Regions from separate parts of the Mus musculus genome. Here region 2 is linked to region 1. A link is a contact called in public HiChIP or PLAC-seq data. All regions are on one chromosome and are shown on one strand. The core of a region is the stretch at or near the end of the contact, and the rest is flanking DNA. Distances in the headings are between cores, read along the strand shown. Region 1 has its middle 39 kb from the start of Gm33104. Region 2 overlaps Map3k5 (mitogen-activated protein kinase kinase kinase 5).

The links. HiChIP or PLAC-seq counts read pairs in DNA pulled down with a chosen protein or histone mark.
Region 2: a contact with region 1 is called in a FOXA1 HiChIP or PLAC-seq map of pancreatic cancer cells. The contact joins two enhancer-like sites.

The regions. Positions count from the first base shown.
Region 1 is chr10:19,523,290-19,528,863 of GRCm38.p6, reverse strand. No RefSeq gene overlaps it. Among named protein-coding and RNA genes, the nearest start is that of Gm33104, 39 kb to the right of the region's middle. Within about 2 kb of position 2,368, at least 46 of the 459 cell types and tissues checked have an H3K27ac peak or open chromatin away from gene starts, as enhancers often do. A contact at or near this core is called in pancreatic cancer cells, where this site is marked.
Region 2 is chr10:20,073,753-20,079,300 of GRCm38.p6, reverse strand. Map3k5 (mitogen-activated protein kinase kinase kinase 5) reads right to left here. Exons shown (of 30, transcript NM_008580.4): 12 at 2,770-2,819; 13 at 1-59. Among named protein-coding and RNA genes, the nearest start is that of Map7, 94 kb to the left of the region's middle. Within about 2 kb of position 1,915, at least 104 of the 459 cell types and tissues checked have an H3K27ac peak or open chromatin away from gene starts, as enhancers often do. A contact at or near this core is called in pancreatic cancer cells, where this site is marked.

The sequences.
Region 1 (5,574 bases), core at 1,119-3,618:
CTAAAACTGAAGAAACACAACAGGTGCTCATGCAGGCAGACTCCCCAGGCGAGCAGGAGAGGGATTGGAAACTAATATCTCCCTCTACCACCTTATTCCAGAGGGCTGATTTAAGCAAATGAGGCAGATTTCAGACTGATCATCTTAAACAAAGAAAAGATAGCTGGTAGGCCCACAACTTCATGCAAGCTGAGATACATCCAGGGTTGACCTTGGGTATGCCTGGGCAGGTAAAAATGCCTGTGATAGGTGAAGAAATTAGCACTTTACCATCTTGTTTATTTATGGCCTCTTCCAATGTCTGTCTGCCCATTGGGATGCTTCTATGCTTCCAGATCGACATCAAAACAACCAAGTTTATTTGGTGTATAACATATGTTAAGTGGGAGAGAATACAGTGAGAAATAACAAAAGTCAGATCCTGGTGTGTGCCCTCCACGCTGGAGCTGACACGCTGGAGTCCTGGTCCTGCTTCCCTAGGGCCCTCATGCCCTTGTATTCCAGAACCCCAGGTCTGAGCAGCCCTGAGTCAAACATGTTTTCTCTTTATATTAACTCTTCCTTTTCCTAACACTACCATCTTAATTTCCTTTTGCTTCTCTAACAAATTGCTATGAGTATGGTAGTTTAAAAGGATACCAGGTTATAATCTAATGGTTTTCGAAGTCCAGTCTGTACTGGGTCTCACTGGAGTTAGGTTGTCCCTGGAGAGAATCTGCTTCCTGGCCTCTTCAGCTTCTAGAGACTGCCCACATTCCTGTTCTGTGTGGCCTTGCCTTCCAGATCCAAGCCTGCTCACATTGTCTTCCCCTGACTGCTTTTTCTGCCTCTTTTACTTGTAAAGGTTAAATTGTGGCTATCCTGGGTCCACTTCAATAGTTAATAATAATATCCTCATCTCAAGGTTCCTTTCTCATTATTATTTTTAGAGCTAAATCATTTTACTAAAAACATTATACACACACACACACATTTTTTCTTTTTCCTCCCCTAACTTCACCCAGATCCTACCTACCTACCTCCCTAACCATCCAACTTCATGCTTTTTCTCTTCCAAAAAAAAAGCAAAAGCAAAAACAAACAAAAACAAAAATCAAAACAAACTAAAAAAAGACAAAAATACCAACACACACACACACACATGCACACATGCACACGCACCATGGAGTCTGTTTTGTGTTGGCCAACTATTATTCTTGGGCATGAGGTCTGCCCTACAGTGTGGTTGATGTACCCAGTGACATTCCATTAGAGGAAAACGGATCTTCCCTTCTCTATCAGGTACTAATTGCAAATAGTTTCTTGGTTAGGAGTGGGACATGGTGTCCACTTCCCCTTCTCTGTGCTGGGAGTTTGTGGTTTGAACCTGTGCAGGTCATGCTGTCACAGTCTTGTGAGTTCACTTGTGCATTATCCTTGTTTTGTATTGAAGATGCAGTTGTCCTAGAGTTGTCCACCAACCCTGGCTCTTACAATCTTTCTATCTCCCCTTCTGCATAGATCCATGAGTCTTGAAGGGTAGAGGTTCCTAATTTAATCAACATCTGTGAAAGCTTTTCTTTGTCATGTGAGGAAAAGATTCTAAGTGTGTGTGTGTGTGTGTGTGTGTGTGTGTGTGTGTGTGTGTGTGAGGGAGAGAGAGAGAGAGAGAGAGAGAGAGAGAGAGAGAGAGAGAGAGTTAGTTTGTGGGCATTGTTCTGTCTACCACACCTATCATTTCCATAATCATTATCATGTTTTTTTTTTTACCCAGATACATTTAGTAGTTTAATGATTCACCATCCTTTATCAATAAAGTCATTAATTAAAGAGAGAGTTGTGGGTTGCTTTGGCAGTAATGATGAGTTAAAACCTCTCTGGTCAAAGTCTTATGTTCAAGATGTATTGCTTTGCACACAATTACAGAGTTATATGGAAGGTAACACATTGAGGGAGCTCAGGATAGAAAGAGATCAGAGAGGAGACTGAAGTCCCCCGCAAATAAGCTGGGAGACTGACAGGTAAGGAGAAGTGACCCCAAGAGATGCCATGCAGAAGATGGGATTTTCTATATCCCCATGAGTTCTTATTTGGGACAGATCCCTGTATCAACAGACAGATAATCACAGGATAAACAAACAAGGTTATTAATGTGTAGCTCACATTTGTGATGGCTAAGGAAATTCCATTTCATACCAGACTCCTACTATAGTAACCATTAGCCTCTGACCTAAATTCCTAAAAGCTCTGACCCCTTGTCCACCCCCCTCTAAGCTGTGTAACTGTTGTGAAATGATCAACCATTTGCTGTGGCTTCTGTAAATGCACATAGTTGCTGTGGACAGGGAATAGCAGTTTCTCCTGAAGCAGGGCATGAGGCAGTTCCCCTCACATAGCTGCAAAGAGAACAGGGGAAATGGGGCAACTCCTTATGTGTTATAAATTCCACAGAAGTGAAGTAATCGTGGTGTTCATTTGTAAACTCCCCCCCCCCCCATTTACTCAGGCAAAGCACATTTCTGCTTTGGCTTAGAAGCAGCTGCCCTTGTAGGACAAATAGTATATTTGGTTAATCATAATTTGAATTGAGTTGTGGTCTTTTCCTGAGGGTGTTAAACTCTATAACACTCTGCACAAGAGGAGGACAGACCAAGAAGTGACTTGCAGCAGTGGTTTAGAGCTCTGGTGTACACAATATTGTTAAACTGGGTTGAGTCTGGTCTAAAGCTATCTCTTTACTTGGGTGATAAAAATCACCTGTGCCTATGAACTATGCACCTTTGATATGTAAACATATTATAACAACCTGAGAACAAACCCTTATAGCCAAAGAAACTGAGTACCAGGCATGCCAGCCATACCTCAGCCAGCTAGAGCCTGCTAATTGATCAGACAAAAATGTCAGCAATAGCCAATCAGGGTTTGTTTCTCTGTGCCACTTCTTTTTCTTGGGGGGCGGGGTGGGATTGATTATTGAATGAAGAACCCAGCATTTGGTAATTCTTCCTCTCCATACCTTTTCTTTGCCTAAATCACCTTTGTTAATGGTCTTAATTTTTCTAACAGTATTTTCAAAACAGAAGTATTAGCAAAACCAAAAGGAGGCCTTAGGGTTTAGGTGACCCAAGTAAGAGAACTTTTGCATTCAAGTCAAACAGCATGTTTTCCAGCAGGTGCTAGGCAGGAGACTTATGCATCATTTATCCAGAACTGAGCACTAGTAAAACTCTAAGTAATTTTTACTACTTTTTCACATAATGTAGCTGGACACTGTTTATTGGTGTAGGTTTTTCTGTTTTTTTTTGTTTTGTTTTGTTTTTTTTGTTGGTGGTGTTTTGGTTTTTTTTCCCCTAGGGATTGAACCTAGGCTCTTGTTTATGCTGGGCAAACATTGTGTCACTGAACTAAAGCCAAAAAAATTGAACTAACTAACTAAGTAAAAAACACCATAAAACCACGTAAAAGTTCTACATGTGTACCTCCTGAGAAGCCCTCAGAGTGATAAGGATTGAAGAGTCCAAGAAGATAGGGCTTAGAGGAAGACAAACAATTGCTTTTGGAAATAGAAATGAATGTATAATAAAAGGGTTGGCATATTCATACATGCTACAACATGACAAAACTTACATTAAATGACAGCAGTTATTCAGAAAAGACAATGCATTAGTCAATGTTGTTTATATGAAGTATCTGTAATAGGCAGATTTATAAAGGTCAAAAATAGATTTGGGTGTAGGTCACAAGGGAGGAACATAGTGAGCAGTGCTAATGGGTGTGGGAAAGTGGTAATAAAATGTTCCAAAGTGACAGTGTGGAACTGATTCCACGAGTGTGTGACTATGTTTTAAAACATTGGATGGCATACTTTAAACGATATGATTTACAGAATGGGACCTATCTCAATGAGCGTTTTTTCCATAAAGAACAAGTTTAATTCATAGAAATGTAATTACTTCTCTTTAGAGATGTCTCTAAATGGAAGTTTCTAGGCTTGATGATTTTCTAGATTTCTAGATTTCTAGTTCAAACGGTGACAAACTGCTCCTTTACTGAACATTTCCTGGACAAGCTTCGGGCAGGAACCCTTGCATGAGTGACAGGCCCCAGTCCGCCCTCGGTAGGCCCCCAGCCCTTAACACAATCTAAACATACTGACCTTGGTTTTTCGTTTTTGTTTTTGTTTTCTTTTTTTTTTTTTTTTTCAGGGAACAGTGTCTGCTTTATTATGTATAAACAACCACTTACATAGTGCAAGCCTATCAACTGACTGATTAGTGCATTACCTCAGCTTGGACGGTGGGCATTCAGACCTCCAGGGTCCCTAGGCCTAAGAAGCATATCAAAGCAGACGTGGGGAGTGCAGACTTGTCTGCAGGCCAGCGATCAGCTGCTCTACTTCAGAATCCAGTGTTCTGACTGCAGCAGCACGCTGAGCCTTGCTTCTTATTTAGAAGGCCAGTGTGCCACCATGTAAGCTGGCCACCAGGTAATGCCTGCATTTTCTCCTGCATGGGCTGACTGAAGTAAGTGTGTCACTGAAGGTAGGATCTGCTCGAAACATTTCTAGTTCTCCCTCCCCCTCCCCCTCTCTCCTCCCCTATCCTCCTCCCCCTCTCCCCCCACCTCCCATCTCTGCTTTGTGCTTTACAATCTTGAGTTCTCAAGTTGATGTTCCTATCGTACCATGCTGTCTACAATGATGATGCCATTGTCCCTCTGAAACCGTAAATGCTCATAAACTCTATATTTTTGGGCCTTCGTGCTTGTGCATATGGATACCTGTTCTTGTTAACTGAGGTATGTCCACACAGGATACAGTTTTTAATTCTTCAAAACTCACCCTGAGAAAGGCTCTGGGCTACACTGGGATCCCAAACACCCAGTGTAGTCACAGGCAGGAAAAAAAAGGGGGGGGGCTTTCTATTGACTTAAATCTGAATCTGAATGCTCCTCTCTGGATGGCACTCCATAATACATAAGAAAGAGGCTTGGAAATCTTACTGACAAGAACAGTTGTCTACCTTTATCCACAAAAAATAAATCCCAATGCTCCCCACCATGAATGTCTAAAATTCCATCCATTCTTTCATCCCCCATACGTACACAATACACATAGGCACATGGGTTGGCAAGAACAAGATGGAGTGAACCCTCATCATGCCTAATTTTAATAGTATGTGCTTTAAGACATGAATTATCTCTGGATTTTCCTGTTTAATATTTTCTTTTTGGACCACAGGTAGGATGAGACTACAGAAAGTCAGGTCTGGATAGATAGGGTTGCCATATGTCTTAGCAAGTATTCTATTGCTGTGTAGAGACGCCGTGACCATGGCAACTCTTATAAAGGAAAGAAAGCATTTAACTGGGGACTTGCTTACAGTTTCAGAAGTCTGGTATATTATCAGCATTGCAGGAAGCATGGTGACACATTGGTAGACATGGTCCTGGAGGAGCTGAGAGTTCTACAACCAGATCAGCAGGCAGCAGGCAGGAGAAAGACACTGGGCTTGGCTTGAGCGTTTGAAATCCCAAAGCCCACACCAGTGACACAGTTCCTCCAAGGAGGCCTCATCTGCTCCAACAAAGCCTCAT
Region 2 (5,548 bases), core at 666-3,165, 550 kb before region 1:
AGTCATCAGAATTGTGAAGCACATAAAGGAAACAGCATCGTTCTTCAAACTTAGAGATGCTGAAACAAACCAAAAACCCACATTATTCAAACAAACATAGAGGTTTCCACATACCTCTAATGAAAAATAAGTGCTTTCTATATCAAACCCTGCTACGGACAGCATCACTGCCATTTACAAATAGCACTTTCAAGAGCGATATTCCCCAGACAATAATACAAACATTAGGTAGTAGTCCTACTCATCTTTGCAGGGCAGGGCGGCTCTGCTGTGTGGAACATATACATGAGCCACACGTTGGGTTTGGTATGGAGATGAGTCCTATCTGCACTGACCCACACTGTGCAGGATGCATACACACCAACTAGCTGGCTGGTTTCAGTGATTCTCGGCCTATGGGAGAAGCTGGGAGAAGCTTCCAGAGCTAGGGAGACAGTTCATACAGGGAGTAAAGGCACTGCACTAGCCGTAGAGATTTTTTTTTAAAGATTTATTTATTTTATTTTATTATATATGAGTATACTATAGCTGTCTTCAGATGCACCAGAAGAGGGTGTCAGATCTCATTATGGGTGGTTGTGAGCCACCATGTGGTTGCTGGGATTTGAACTCAGGACCTTCGGAAGAACAGTCGGTGCTCTTAACCACTGAGCCATCTCTCCAGCCCAGCCATAGAGATTTTAAAGGAGCAAAGCAATGTGGACCAGCTTGAACTGGACACAACAAGTGCTTTACTGCAGAACAACATGAAGACTTTGGAGTTTGGTAAGCTAGGTGGTTTATGCCAAAAGTTGGCTAATGTTTTCTGTAATGGGCCTGATAGTTAAATATTTTAGGTTTTACAGGCCAAACCATTCAGTTCTGCTATTGGAGCATGGAAGCCTTAGCTACAAATGAGATCATGGCTGTTGTCTAACAAAACTTTATTGATAAAACAAGCAAAGGTCCCTATTTGGCCCATGAACGTAACTTATCAAGCCTTATTCAGTCACCTTTGGTTTTCTTCATTTGGGGACACGCAGCTTCATTTGGTTTTTGAGAAATGGCCTTCCTGTGTGCCTTAGGGTGAGCCCACACTCACTACAAAGCACAGGCTGACCCTGAACTCAGGTTTTTCTTGATCCGGCCTCCCGAGTACAAGGATTACAGGTGTGTGTCACCATGGCTAGACTTTATTATTTTCCAAGATTTAAAAAAAGACTGTCATCATCATCTCAGGCCAGGTGAGCCCTCCCCTACCCTAGCTACCCTATCTCTACTCCAGGAAGAAAGGCTTTGTGCTCTCGGCTCTAAATGCATTTCTAGTAAGCCATTGCTCACCTCACACCACACCATCACTGGTTGTTCCCCTTCCCATCTGACTGCAAATTATTCAAGAGGACTTGCTAGCTTCGCCACCTATAAATCTCTAGCAGAATAGGACTCAATATGGTACACAGGTGGTGCTCAATAAATGCCACTGACTTGAGCTGGGTACATGGGTGATGCCAGGCAAACTGTAGAGCTGGTTGGGTTGTTCCTCGGTTTGTCACTCTTTCTTTATAGAGGAGGAAGCCAGGTAAAGGTGACAGTCTTTGAAGTTACAAAGCAGAACCAGCAATCACCAGATGGCAGGAGGTATGCTATGTACACGCCGTGAGTCACGAGAACGGTAAGGATGGGCTGCCAGGCCTAATTAACAAGGGCTAATTCATTGTAAAACAGCTCTGTTGAGGTGGAATGGAAATGCAGAGCAACTATAGTGGAAGGACTGTTGAAGAAGGCAGCAGTAAGTCAGGAGCACCTTGCTGACGAGTGCTTTAGCAGTTGAATATTAAGCTTTTAGAGCTTTGAGAAGGTATTGATTGGAAAGACATGAGTCAGCCGCTTCATCTCGCTTGCTTCTATTCAATCACTCATGAGGTAACAGGTAGCTCTACCGGGGAAACTAAAATTATCTGTGACTCACTACTCTACCAGTTCATGCTCTAACAAAACCAACTACAGTCCTTGCAAAAGCAACAGGATATTGCACAACCCGCCTGCAGAAGTCTGTTTGTTGTCTCCCATTTCCATGGGGGTGGTGGGGGGGGGGTGGTGGTGGTGGTGGGGACAAACAGTAGTAAACAGAATTTGGTCTGAATGTTGAATGAGTCTAGAGACCCGGACTTCTAGACAACAAAGTTTCAAACACTTAACTGCTGACATTGGATTCTGACCCATAACCTTATTTCTAATCCCCAGGAGAGAGCACTTTTTTTTTCTTTTTCTGAGTCATTGGCATTATGACAAAGTTTTAGAACTGAACTGGCTTGTCACTGTGACCTCACAAACATAATTGCATCAACAGTAACCTTGGGGGAAAATTTAATGAATTTCCTATTTGTATGTCATCATTAATTCGAGTTCAGGGTGTAGCCTGGTTGATGTCCTGCAGAGCTTGGATCCACAGATCCTGGTAACACAAAGGTCAGGAAGCCATCTTACAGCCTTAACTAAAAGCTCAGCCAGCGGGAGAAGACCTCTACACGGCTCCCTTGTAGCCACATGCTGACTCCAGGCCACAGTTCACATTTACCCCGGAGTCACAAGCATGGGGTCAGCTCAAGGATCTATGATGGTGAGGCACCGTTCGCAGCAGGGAGAGAGGCTGAAGGCTGAGTCTTTATAACAAAGAACGGTTCTTGAAATGTTTTTCAAATTTAAATTATGATTTAATTTAATAAAATATGCTATGAATATCTCAGGAGCGTGTCTTCTAAGTACACCAAATGGCCCAGGGAGCCTTACCTCACTCCCCTGACAGAGGAAGCACCGAAGTTCCACTCGTGTATACCTTTCTGAAACACAGGAGAAGATGAGGAACAATGAATGGAAAAAAATCATAAAATCATTTAATATTATTATTTTTTAAAAACAAAGTTGTTTTCCTGATGTATATCTCCTCACGAGGCGATTATCTGACTGAGCCCACGAGGGTGATGTTTATTTAATAACACCTGTACTTCCAGACAACAGCTTTCAAAAACCCTGCAAGAATTACTGTCATGAAATTTAAACTTTAATTTTAGTTGTAACTGCTGTGCTTTAATTTTAAGTAAACACCAGAACGAAACAAAGCAACAACCCGGTGATCAGGGTAGCTGAGAGGCTACGGTAGCTCAGTGGCTCCAGCAAATAAGCTCATGTTCCTTTGGGCCAGCTGCCTGCTACCTTCCTTGCACTTGTGTGTTTGAGTTCACATGTATAGGGTTTGGAAGCACATGCGTGCAAATGCATGTGGCGGCCTCGGGACAACCTCGCCTGTCCCTCCTGATTTCTCCAGTGTGGTGCAGCTTTGCTCTTAGGCCCCACGGGCAGCTGTTTCCATGTCCCCAGGTTTGGGAGTGTGGGTGCACACTCCACTCCTGGGCTTTTAAAGTGCTGGTTCTGAGAATGGAACTCAGTCTCCACGCTTCTATGAAGCACATTACTGACCAAGTCATCTCCCCAGACTTAGCATATCTTTTCTGAGAGAGAAAATCAATCTGTATAGCCCAGGCTGGCCATGGACTTGCCATTGTTCGGTCTCAGCTTCTTGAGTGCTAGGATTCCAGAAGTACACCCCACAGCCAGCTTGGAACTAACTTTAGGTAGAAATTTCAACAAAACCTCTGTATCTTTTTATTTTTCATAAATTAATATGTGTGTGTGTGTATGTGTGTGTGTGTCAAAGTGTATCTGCATGTAGACTGTCCATTACAGCTCAAAGGAATTATTACATAATTTATGCAAAACTTAATTATTATGCTAATAATGTTTGGACACAAAAATTTGATTATTATGTGACACAAGTGATTCATAGAATTCATGTTTTAAAAACTTAAAATTTATCTCTCAACCATGACTAAAATATCCTAATTATTATCAAATAATTGTTCTTTAATCATTTTCCCTACATCTCCCAGACTGACATATATGTACAAGGTGAGCTTTTTACCTTAGCCTTCCTACCTGGTTTGGTGTGGGGCCTGAGTGCTAGTTCAGCTGGCCATGCGCTGTACCCTGGCTTTCAGTCCTTCCTCTTAGCAATAGCTAATTCCAAGGTGAACACCTTAATCACCTGCTCCCTGACTGAAGAAGGCGGCCAGATACTCTGCCATCAACATCAGTTTAGGGTTTTATTCGGTTTTCTATCAGCTTTATTCAGAACATCAACAAAGTTTTTTTTTTTTTTTTTTAAAGCTTTCCTAGAGAGTCCTATAAAAATGAACCGTCAGGATTCAGTTTCTTTTTGAACTTGCCGATCAGATGCTGAAATCCAATGGGCTCCCTTTACAAGGCTCCAGTAGATGGTTCTTTATTTAGGAGTCTGACAGCCAATTGGAGCGAACTTATCCATCAACAGAACTCTGTCTGTAAGAGCGAAGACCCAGCGGATGACTCTGAACTTACACTAGGCAATGAAAATTGTCTCAAGCTCATCTACTAAACCAGCGAGTGGCCTTCCATCTTGTGACTGACAACAGTGACAAGACTGTCACCCACGCCATCACCAACTAACACCCATGCCAGAGCCTGCCTGGGAGTCTTTAGAAGTCTCTCCTGCTTGATCTCTTCCTTCAATAACAGCGAAACTACCCTAATTATTTTCTTAATTATTTTTTTACCCTCTGTAAAAGTTATAACAGACATTGAAAAATCATCAAATGTTTGACCACAGCATGCAATTAATAGTATGATATGTAAAACAACCATGAAAAGAGCCCCTTCCCCACTGCTCTGAGGTTGTGGCCTCGTCCTGGCTAATGAAACAGAAGCTGAGCTTTGCAGCTTTGAGGTGGTCTAGAACTCTTCTCTTGGCAAAAGCAACCCAAAAACCTACAATCTCTATCCACAACTCCTATATCTTTCCTAGGGCCATCCAACCAGGAGTGTGGATAGGCCCTCTCAAGTTTGATGCAAACTATTCAAAAACCAGTGTTTAGTGCACCTTACTGGGATTTTAGCAGATTCTGTTGTGAGGTCCAGGGAGGGAGGGCAATGCAGAAAGGCCTAGTGGGGAGCTGAGGCGATGACTAGGTCACTAAAGCACTCACCTGCAAACACAGCCCCGAGTTTGATTCCTTAGAACCCATGTAAAAATGCCAGGGAGTGGCAGGCCCCATGCAATCCCTGAGTGGGCCAGAGGCAGGAAGTCAATCATTCTGCCCTACCTGGTGAATCCAAGGCCATTCAGAGACCCTGTCTCAAAAGAGTCAGCACTCATGAAGATGCCACCTGAAGCTGTCCTCAGCCTTCACACATACACACATATGCATGTACACCTGGACATATACATACATGCATGTGTGCACACGTACTTGCACACATATGTGAACCAGTAAACCGATGAAAATGTGTGTATACATTTAAATTAAGAAAAAGAAAGGCCACATATAAAGGAACCAAGTACTAGACAGCAGCAAATTAAAACAGCAGCCTTCGGCCTCTGCTCTCAATCTCACTCCTATTGTCTGTCAACCTGAGGTCAAAATGTCTCCATAACTGTGTGACCCAGACTTCGCTGCTGACCTATGTGTGACTCAAA